Regions from separate parts of the Gossypium hirsutum genome. Here region 1 is linked to region 2. A link is a contact called in public Hi-C data. All regions are on one chromosome and are shown on one strand. The core of a region is the stretch at or near the end of the contact, and the rest is flanking DNA. Distances in the headings are between cores, read along the strand shown.

Region 1 (5,296 bases), core at 359-2,858, 140 kb before region 2:
TTGCAGGCTTCATAGTAAGAAAAAAAAAGTCACTTGTTTCCAAATGACAAATCAAGGAAAGACCTAAATTAAGCATCCTACAAGCAAACTAACAAAAAACAAATACTTATTTTCTCTCATTTTCTTCTATTTTCTTTCTTTGAGCAGATCTACAGCCGAACTAAACCTTACTGAAAGCAGGTAATGGAAAATAATGTGAAAGATTACGAAAGAAATAAGCTCCGAGCCTTAAAATTTAACGTTGCCCATTGTTTGGTTAACGAAGAAATGAGCGGGAAAAAAATGGAAATGGAGCTTACGAATTGTTTCCTGGAAAGGAGCCTGTTCGTCATGAACTTCCTTGTCCTAATAGTCACTGCCTTGTCCGCCATGGTTAAGCAAATATCTTCCTCTTTTCTTGGTTTCGACGCACTGGAAGCACCAAAAGTTACAAACAGCGGCAGCAGTTCAAGGAGAGAGAATAGCAATAGCGAAAAAACAAGTTTTTATAGGGTTTCCTATGGAATCGACTTATCACTGATTAGGGTTTATTTTAGGTTTTGAATTTGGGCTTTTTTAGTTTTTGCATCTTGGGTTTTAAATGGGGCTTCCCTTTTTTAACGTTAAGTTCTACAAATGGCTATAGTAAATACTTGAGTCTGCCCTTAAAAGGGTTAATTCTGCCTCGTTGTCCTTTTACTCTTCAAAGTTTTAAAACTTTAATCCTTCTGCTTTTAATTTTAAGAATTTAGTTCTTTTTTTATCTTATTTAAAAACTAAATTGCAATCGGTATGACACTGTTAATAAACTTTTGTTAATTTTGAATATGTGGTATTTTAAAATTTAAATGTTTGACTTAAAAATTAAAGTACAATTATAACATATATTCAAAATTTTTAGAAATTAATTTTAAAAGCAAATAAGTAAAGGGACTAAATTCTTTTGGTTAAAAGCAAAGAGACTAATTTTTAAAAAATCTAAATAGTACAGGGATTGGAAGAATATTATACCCTTGTAAAATTTATTTAACTCTAAATCTAGTTAAAATTTTTCATGAATTTTTTCACTATATCTTGAAATATGATTGTGATCTTAGTAATGATGTACTAATTAAAAATTTTATTACAGGGGCATGTGTGTAAAAATTATGTATTTAATTGATGAAAGTAATAAAAAATATATAATAAAATAAAAATGTTAATATCTTATTAAAATAAAGCTTTGATTTAGTGATAAAAATAATATATTATCAATGTAATTAGTATAGATTTAAATTCAATCGTACCTAGTTTTTTTATTGATTCTTTTAAATAAAAAAATTAAAACGCCCTTGAATAATATAATTTATTTTAATTATAGAAGGACATTTTCTAATTTCTTTAATCGAGTTGGTGTCCAGTTGATTCGTGATACCAACATTCAATTAAAGACTTAAATAATAGTATAGATAAATATGATTATTATTTTTAATTATTGGTTTATTTAGCAACGAAAACCCTCATTATTTTTTATGGATGCATTTTGACAAAGCTTCAATTATTAAAGAGAAGAGGGGTTGAAGACAAAATTAGACCTAAAACTTTTGAATGGGAATTTACAAATGAAGATGAGAGGTTCAAAATGACACTATCGGCCTTCTCTTATCATGGCCACAACTCCCTCAAATTTCACCATCACATTCACCCAAACTCATTCCCCGCAAAACCAAATCATTTCTTGATCTCACCTTCCCTCATTCTTCAAAAAAATATCTCCGCACCCAAAGCTCATAATCTCTCTCCATTCACCATGGCAACTTCTACTTCTTCTTTGCTCCAATCCAACACTTTGAACTTGAAACACTATTTCCCCCTTCATTTGCCTCTTCCTTCTCCTCCTCGCCTATCTCATTTCACTGGAACTTTGGCTTTCAACGGTCAACGTTCGGCAAAGTTCACTGTTAAATGCTTCTTCTCGTCGGAGCAGAGGAAACATTTGACGAGCTCGAGTTTGGGCTCCAACAACCAGTTGAGTTCCAGCTCAAATGACAAAAACCCATTCGAGATTATTTCTCAAACAATGTTAAAAGCTTTGAACGCGTTAAAAAAGCCCGCTATAGCCGCGGTTTTATTGGGTTTGTTGCTAATGTATGATCCTAATAACGTAGCATTGGCTGCATCAGGTGGGAGGATGGGAGGAAGGTCTTTTTCTTCGAGTTCTTCATCTTCGAGGAGTTATTCGGTGCCTAGAAATGGAGGGTCGAGGTTTTCTTCGTATTCGGCTCCTTATTATGCGCCTGCTCCATTCGGAGGTGGTGGGTTTTACATGGGGCCTGCAGTTGGGGTAGGTGTTGGTGCCGGCTCGAGTTTTTTCTTGATTTTGGTTGGGTTTGCTGCCTTTGTTTTGGTCTCCGGGTTCCTTTCGGATCGGTCTGAGAGTAGTGTGCTCACTACTAGCGAAAGGACTAGTGTTATTAAGCTTCAGGTAAGCTTTTGGATTTTCTTTTATTGCTTTTTAGTTATTCTTTTGCTTTAAGTATGTTTGCATAGGTGATAAAGTCCTTGAATGATGTTTAACATTAATGAATCAACTGCTTTCTTTAATCATAAAAAAGCATGCTGATCTCCTTGTAATGATGGTGAAGCTAGTTTTTAGATAAAAAGAAATACTATGTTTTAAGGATTTGTTCCTTTGTTTTTTGCATCATTGATGCATATCAATAAATTAATATCCAATTTCAGAGTGAGAATGCTACCGATCAGATGTGTTGAAGTAAGATATGAAGTAGTGGTGTTCAGATGTATGGATAAATACACGGTTAATCAACATGTCGAAATTCAACTGAATAGATTGAATGTGAAATAAATGTGATATACAGAGAAGTTGTAACATCCGGCATGCTAGACAAAAGACACAAAAGAATGGACCAATCCAAATTAGGAGAAATCAAAGTGAGACTTGAGAATGACCCTGACAAAATCGGGTGTCTATGGAGGAGGGTTGCTTAAATGTGAATTCTGGTAGAATCTTTAAAGCTGACTTTAATATGAATTCCTTTTTGTAATAAAGTGTCAAGACTTAATTTTGTATGAATAATTGTCATGTGAAATGAGCTAGACAAGGAAGAGAGATGGACACAGAATTGTGATGGTTGCCATTACTGATGGAATTCAATTACCATTTGTTCATTTGTAGTCTCTTTGTTTTTATTATTAGGTTGGGTTGTTGGGTATGGGACGGTCTCTTCAAAGGGATCTTAATCGGATTGCTGAAGTTGCTGATACCTCTACCTCTGAGGGTCTGAGCTTTGTGTTGACAGGTAAAGCATTCTAAGATCTGTCTATAGTTAATTAGAGTCTTACTGGAGATAGTGGTGGTGTTCTATGCATTATGTAGATTACAGTTGGGAAGTGAAGATAGATGAAAATGCTATTCCTTTTTAACTGTTGTAGCTATCATTTTTGCACTATCTCCGAGTATTAGCCTAGTCATAAAGAAAATATAATAACCCAAGAGGCCATGCACAAGTCTTATAGCTCTATAGCATAACTATCATATTTGTTATTCTGAAATCTGCTTTAGTAAATAGCAACTGCATGAGAGCTAATAAAATTTTTGACATACAATTATGACAAGAAAGGGCATAAGCTTTTTACCCTATTTAATGATTTAGTTTGATTGAAATGCGCATAGAAGCCATTCATTACATTTTGTTCATGGTTAAATGATATTTCGGATGCAAGAAGTGGGCATATGACTGCTTTCTTCTTTTTGTTTTACTGTAGCAATACTTATGACATGTAGAAGGTGCCCTGGTTCTAAGTGGTGTATTCTCTTATTTTTCTTAAACATGTCAAGTTCAATATCTGTCAGACTGGTTATGTTACATTCCTATTTTTTTTTGTTTGCAGAGACAACTCTAGCTTTGCTTCGCCATCCTGATTATTGCATCTCTGGTTATTCATCTGTAAGTTAACCTTTCTGAAATATATACATACATATTTGTCTCCCTTGGTGAACTAATTACATGCGTGGATATGCTTTTTTGTACCTTGAGTCTCCAAGAATCGTTTAATGAACATCATATGCTTAGTGGTAGACGTAAAGGTTCTGGTGCATGCAGATAATGCTCTAAAAACTAAAATGCTGCCACATTTTTCTTTTTGGTACATAATGCAAATATTTTGCATGGAAACCAAATAAATCCGTATGCTACAATCAACTAAAGGATATGTTATCTTGTAAGCTCTCTTGTTTCCTTTTTCATTCCTTGGTTCGAGAAGTCTCCTGTACAAATCTTTACCATATGCATTGGTTCTTTAATGTCTGCCATCCCTGGATAAGTTTCCATCCAACCTTCGTTCTGCCTTTAATGATGTTGAGCCAATGTTTTTCCTTGTTAATAATTCTACAGGAGTTGGCCTCCTATTTTGAGCGGTGCAAAACGATGAATTAAAATTCGAGCTTTAACCTTCGAGTGAGCGAGCAAACTTCTGCAGATCAAAATAGAATTTGCTCTCGAATCCCTTGCAACAGCCGCTCCTCCATAATGCATATAATCTTTGACTTTGTTGATCCATAAACTTAAGTTCCATTCCATGAGACTAGATGTCAAATTGAGAAATGAGCATGAGCTTCTGGAACAATTAGTCTAGATCTACTAGAGTGGACAGGTTGATCAAAAGCTTTTGTAGAAAAGAGCCAAATTAGCTTGTATATATTTGGAATTTACTGATATGCTGTAATCTGGTAGATTAGGATTTATTATTTAGTTTCCTAAAACAAATAGGATCATTCATTATTGATTTCTAATTAGTTGCTTTCCTAGTTTATTAAGATTCCTAACTTTGTGGGATTGTCCCATTATCTTTCCTAGAATCATCGACTGAAATGTCAGTCATCCTAATATATAAGTTAGGTTGTATTTCCTTTATAAAAAGAAGAATTTTCCTACACTAAATTTCTCATGGTACCATAGCTAGGCTCTAAACCCTAAAACAGCATGGATACACAAATCATCTTCTCCTTGGAAGTCAATTCCAGACCCGAACAAAATCCCTCAGCCAAAAACTATGAAAATTCATCAGCCAATATCATCGAAAACTCTCATCTTCCTATCACTAGTCACAAACTCAATGGCCACAATTTTCTTCAATGGTCACAATCCGTCCTTATGTATATTTCTGGTAGAGGCAAGAATAATTATCTCACCGATAAGGATCCTATTCCGATAACAACGGATCCCAAGTGTCGCACGTGGAAGATTGAAAATCACATGGTCATGTCATGGCTAATAAACTCTATGAAAACGGAAATTGGAGAAAATTTCCTTCTTTA
Region 2 (5,679 bases), core at 922-3,421:
CCAATGTACTAACCTTTTGCTTACTACTTTGTCACGCATTGGTTATCAATATATTTTAGCTTGAATGCCTTTCTGTCCACTTGCTAGGTGGAGTCCTTTTGTAACTTGATTTCCACAAATTTTCACTTCTTTATATTTTCATAAGTCAGCCATAATTCAGATTATAGAACTTCAATTGACATAATTCAAGATGCACTTGAAAGCTAACAAAAAGATTTACCAATATATTAAATTACTTGACCTGAATCCTATTGAAATATCTCCAAAACTCAACAAATGAATTTTTTTCTCTCAAAAAGCTTGCAATCTTTGCTTTCAACAATTTTATCTTCTTCACTATCTTCAAACACCAGCACAAGTGCTCATTCAAAAATCCATAAAAAAAAAATTCAATCGCCAAAAATAATAATTATGTTGATTCTCAATCAACAATAATAATAGGCTAAAAGAAATATGGTAAAAAAGATGGATAAAGAGAAATAAGTAAAGGATGAACGTAGAACTTGAAAGGTAAATGGTAAGATGCAATTGATAATATTATAAGGTAATAGAAATTACATAATCTGGTGTTATGTTTTAATCATGTTGTCGGGGTTTGATCTTTACTCACGGGAATAGAACATATTTCATGAGCAATCATTTATTTGTTCGGAAAGTCTCGCAACAAGAGAATTAGTCCTTGCTGTCGGCGATGAATGCCCTAGTTACGAACAAAAAAGAAACAGCGGTGGCTTCCTTTCTCCAGGCTTTATGAGCCGATTCTTTTATGACTTCCCCTCGGCTTCTTCGTGCTTTGTTGTCGACCAGTCACCGATTGAGGCTCGCCGAATTTTGCTGAGGGTCTACCTCATCTGTTTGGACAGGGTTTTTGCCGCCGCCTTCAGTGTCTACCATTATGGTGGTTTTATTTACTATTTCTGTGTTTTTGGTGGTTTGTTGTTTGCATCTGTTGTTTTTTTCCGATCAGGGAAAGTCCGTCCAGTCAGGAGAGTATGTGATCTGCTGCTGGAATCATTGCGTTGTCGTGGAGTTGTTTAGCTTCAGTAGTCGACACCTTTGCCTTTGGGCGGCCCGGTTTCCTGATGATACGAGGAAGGTCTTTGCTTCTAACATGTATCTGTTTTGCTTCGAAATAGTGGTTCTGGTTGTTGTTCATGACTGTGCTTATGGCGTTACTCAATTGGCCCTCATTCGTCTAATCCACTTGATGTGCGGATGGTGTTGCTCGCTTCAGAATTATTTCCTAAGGTTAAAGTTTTGGTTTGTTCTGCCTTTGAGCTTTTTCTCTGGGGTTGAGCCTATTGGCTCATCGAGTTGAGGTGGTGCTTACACTATTGATTTGTTGTAACCTCTTTGTATAAAGCTCTTCATAGATTGATTCTTTAACCCAATTAATATGGAGATTGTTATTAATGTAGGAGTACGTGAGTTTGAGAATGATAAAATATATTATTTCTTTATTTATTTGTTGAGAACTCTTCATAGAAAATATTTTTACATTATCCAACTCCCTTCATTTTTCTTGGTTTAAAAAAAAAACTCATTTTTCTTTTAACTTTAGTATATTTAAAATAGGTTTAATTATTAAAATAGTCACTTTTATTTACCTCAAGTTACATTTTAATTATTTATATTTAAAATATTACATTTTAGTTACTTACGTTATCGTATTGTAACATTTTAATCACTGAGCCGTTAATTACCGTTAACGGTGTAACGGTAAGCTAACATGGCACGTTAAATCATCATTTCAAACAAAAATTTTAAGTTAATTTGTACAATTGATCCCTATATTTTTCGTTTTGAGCAATTTATTTTTTTCTTTTATATTCTTTTAACTTTTTTTTTTCATTTTCTTCCGCTTCTTCCTCTGTTTTCCTCCATCCTATATATTTTTTAACGTAATTTTTCTATATTTTCCATTTGTTTAAAATCAATCCTTATATTTTTATTTTTTTGAACAATTTAATTTTATTTGAGTGAGGCAAGCTTGTGAACTAGTTTTAAACAAATAGAAAATATAGAAAAATTACATTAAAAGAAACAGAGAAGGGAGAAAAATAAAGAGAGAAGAAGAGAATAAAAAAAAGAAAAAAAATTAAAAGAATATAAGAAAAATTAAATTACTCAAAATAAAAAAATATAAGGACCAATTACAGAATTTAATCTAAAATTTTCGTTTAAAATTATGATTTCACGTACAAATAAAAATAACTATTTTAATAATTTATTGAAAATTATTATTTAGTAGAATAGATATTTTATAGATTTGTTTCTTGTACACGTGGATATTTAATATTTGTAGCTGAATATGAATCAGATAAATTATATTTTAAGAAAATGTCATAAATTCATTTAAGGTTCTATCTATTTGAAGTGAGATCTATTGGCAATAGCCCCTTAATTTCCTCAACTTTCTTCTTAAGCTCACTGTAGTTACTCTCTACCTCCCACAGCCGCATCATGGCCGATTCCGCCACCGCGTCTTCCCCCCTAAAAGTCATCGCCGGAGCTGATTCTTTTGGCGCCGAGCTAAAAGACGCCATGGTATCCCACCTCCGCTCCCTCAACATAGAAGTCGAAGATCTCGGAATCACCTCCTACTACAACATCGGTGCTGAAGTCGGCCGTCGAGTATCTTCCGCCACCACCTCGCCCTCCTTGGAGACCCGTGGCCTCCTTGCTTGCGGAACGGGCGTCGGAGTCGGGATCTTCGCCAACAAATTCCCCGGCGTGTTCGCCACCACATGTCTCACTCCGGACGAAGCTCGCAACAATCGCTCCATCAATAACTGCAACGTCTTGGCACTCTCCGGCATGTCAACGTCCGCCGATACCGCTAAGGAAATCGTCGACACTTGGCTCAACACTCCTTTTAAAGCGCCGTGTCCGGCCTCTAAGTCCCAGCCTTGGCCGGAGGAAATCTCAAATTTTTTCGATGAATCGATGAATGAAATGCCTAAAATCGGTGCTTCTGAGAACACCCAAGCAGAAACCTGTGCTGTTTGTTGCTTGGTTAAGAACAGAGAACTGAATCCAATCGATATAATCCCTGGTGGGTCAATGAAGATATTGAGAGAAAGTCCCACATCGGCTATTATTAAATTTAAGGCTGGGAGTGTAGAACCAGCCCATCACCATACTTTCGGGCATTGCTTGCTGGTGATGAAAGGGAAAAAAAGTGTTTGGAATTTGAGTAAAAAGGAAAGATATGATTTGGGTGACGGGGACTACTTGTTCATTCCAGCTGGGGATGTTCATAGGGTGAAATACTACGAAGATACTGAGTTTTTCCTCAAATGGGATGGGAAGTGGGATATGTTCTTTGATGAAGATCTTGAAACTGCTAAAATTGCCATTGAGAAGGAATTGGCTAATGGCTCTGCTTGAAAGAATATTTTGACGTATGCAATCTGTGTCATGTATCTCATAGTGTGTATGTGTCTTGTGTAAAATATGTGGTTTCTGTTGTTGTGTGTGATAACTGAGCTTGTGTTTCAGTAATAAAGTTGATGGTATTAAATTACAATTACATAAATGTTTTGGTATTAAATTGTTGCATGCTGATTCTCTGTTTTATGCTTGTCCGAGGCCAAATTAAGGACAAGGTCTGCTAGAGGCAAATGACTTTTGTGGTTGCTATAAAGTTTATCTCTATACCATAGTTTTGATCTTATTCCTGAATTTCTTTTGCTTCCCAATGATTTGAAAATTAAACTAATTTCAACTCTAAAATCATTGCAGTCAGTGTCACAGATAAAGATAGGAGTCTTTTTTTTCTATATTTTTCTTGTAGCTTTGGTTACATAAATGCTACAATAATTAAAAAACATATTCCAGCCATAACCACCAGTCAGCCATTTGAGGAGGTTTGGGTATACTAGTGTATATATAAATGAACTATTTATACAAGGCTTAATTCATCAGAAGAAGTTTCCAACTGTTGATGAGATTCAATTGCAGCGAGTTTCTTTTGCAGGGCCACTAACTCTTCCCCAGCATCACATATGTAGGCTGATGCTTGCCTGCCAGACAAAGTTGCTCCTTCCATACTATCTATATAATCCTGCACACCAGTCATACCATGGAAAATTTATACTATTCCCCTTTTCAAAAGGTTTAAATCATTGTCAACTACTGTGTTGTAATTTGAAACAAAACTAACAAAGGGTCTTAATTTCATACATTTGGATATTTCCAGATCGGGTGAAGGGAAAAGATGTAATTGGTGTTTGGTAACCGAACATTTCGAAGATGGAAAAAGAAAAGTAGAAGTTACCTGCTTTGTATAAGATCCAGCAAGAAAGAAGTTCTTTATTGGTGTCTTCTGATCAGGTCTGAATGGATCTTTTCCAGGTCCTTCGCGATATAGAGATTGCCCGATTTTGACAACAGATGACCAAGTAATTTCTAAACCTTGGGATGATGGGAATAAAGCCAAAACCTGTCAAGAAAACAGGGTTATTAAAGATGTGATGATCATGAGAGTGACATTTCAATAAACTTAATAAAAAATAACAGTAATCACAAGCCATTAAACCCGCACAAGATTCATCACCTAGTCCCTGACCGTATTTGTTAATACATGAATACTTCACTAAACTTGCTGATATTGATGGTAAAAAAAAAATGTGACTACATGAGCAATGCTAAATTCTTTTCTCAATTCTCCATGTCTGCAATTACTTTAATATTATAGTGACTTGGTCACGGCTAATCAAACAATAGGCCCTAATGCACATATGAGCAAGTCACAGCTTTTGACACCAACATCAATTTGTGTGCCTATGAAGAAGAGTTTAAGCATTCAACCAAAAGCATGTTATAGAAACTAGTGGACCCAAAGACATCTGAGCTGTTCAGAAAGTGGAAATGGACTCAGACAAGCATTTTGCTCCACTGAAAATTGCAATGAAGTTAAGAAGAAGGGTTCCTAAGAAGTCTAACCTGCTTCGCTACTCTCTTTATGATTTCATCATTCGGCAATGGCATGTAAGGGTCACCTGGTGTCAAGACACATCTGAAAGACACCATCCAAACAAGCAATAACTCGGTCAAAACAGAAGCAGATGAAATCTCAACAGAATTATAGAAATACAGAAGCTCCTATGTACAGGTCATCAAATTTCTGTCCAAATCCAAATCCAACAATCAACATAATATAAATTATCAAAATAGTATATAGATATTGAAGACTGAAATCATATTTTTTTTCCCCTTCTTTTAAGTCCAAAACAGCAAAACATGGCAATATGCAGCGAAAAGAGAAAAATCCTTGCACGATGTAAAATATACACAGCAATAACACTAAGAAAAAGCATGTCCTCACTGGAGCAATGAACCTTGTCCCTCGATGTAGTAATCTTCTGGAGAAGTGAGAGCTAAGTCTGCAAAGCAGGAGAAATCTGCATCCGGAGTGTACAGGAGATTATCAAGGCCAACAGCTTGCCTCAGTTTCCTTTTAATGAGTTTAAGGACAACCGTTGAAGTGAAGCAAAATAAGCAACTTGTTAGTTCTAAAGAAACAAAGCGGGATGCTTTTATTAGGTTGTTAAACTCGCTTTATTCACAACCACAGTAAAGAATAAGATAAAAGAAATACCTTGACTGCTCCAGATCCCGCAACTCTGTCACCCAGCCGTTGTATCTAAGTTGCACGGTAACAACTGGCACTCCTAC

What was found. Hi-C and Micro-C count contacts between places; a contact is called where the count stands out from the background.
Region 1: a contact with region 2 is called in a Hi-C map of leaf, with 2.4 times the contacts expected there. The contact joins the promoter of LOC107888772 here to the promoter of LOC107888802 in region 2. A contact is called at or near these places in 15 of 34 Hi-C or Micro-C datasets (callus, fibers, hypocotyl and 2 more).

Annotation. Positions count from the first base shown.
Region 1 is chrA11:109,392,932-109,398,227 of Gossypium_hirsutum_v2.1, reverse strand. It overlaps LOC107888772, which reads left to right and starts at 1,608. Exons shown (of 6, transcript XM_016812977.2): 1 at 1,608-2,443; 2 at 3,176-3,278; 3 at 3,871-3,926. The coding sequence starts at 1,769. It overlaps LOC107888763 (40S ribosomal protein S24-1), which reads right to left and starts at 621. Exons shown (of 5, transcript XM_016812966.2): 1 at 300-621. The coding sequence starts at 371.
Region 2 is chrA11:109,253,995-109,259,673 of Gossypium_hirsutum_v2.1, reverse strand. LOC107888802 (DNA damage-repair/toleration protein DRT102) reads left to right here and starts at 2,171. Exons shown (of 1, transcript XM_016813032.2): 1 at 2,171-3,532. The coding sequence starts at 2,464. The coding sequence ends at 3,390. It overlaps LOC107888796 (zeta-carotene desaturase, chloroplastic/chromoplastic), which reads right to left. Exons shown (of 14, transcript XM_016813020.2): 10 at 5,603-5,679; 11 at 5,330-5,458; 12 at 4,948-5,020; 13 at 4,280-4,444; 14 at 3,751-4,066. The coding sequence ends at 3,905.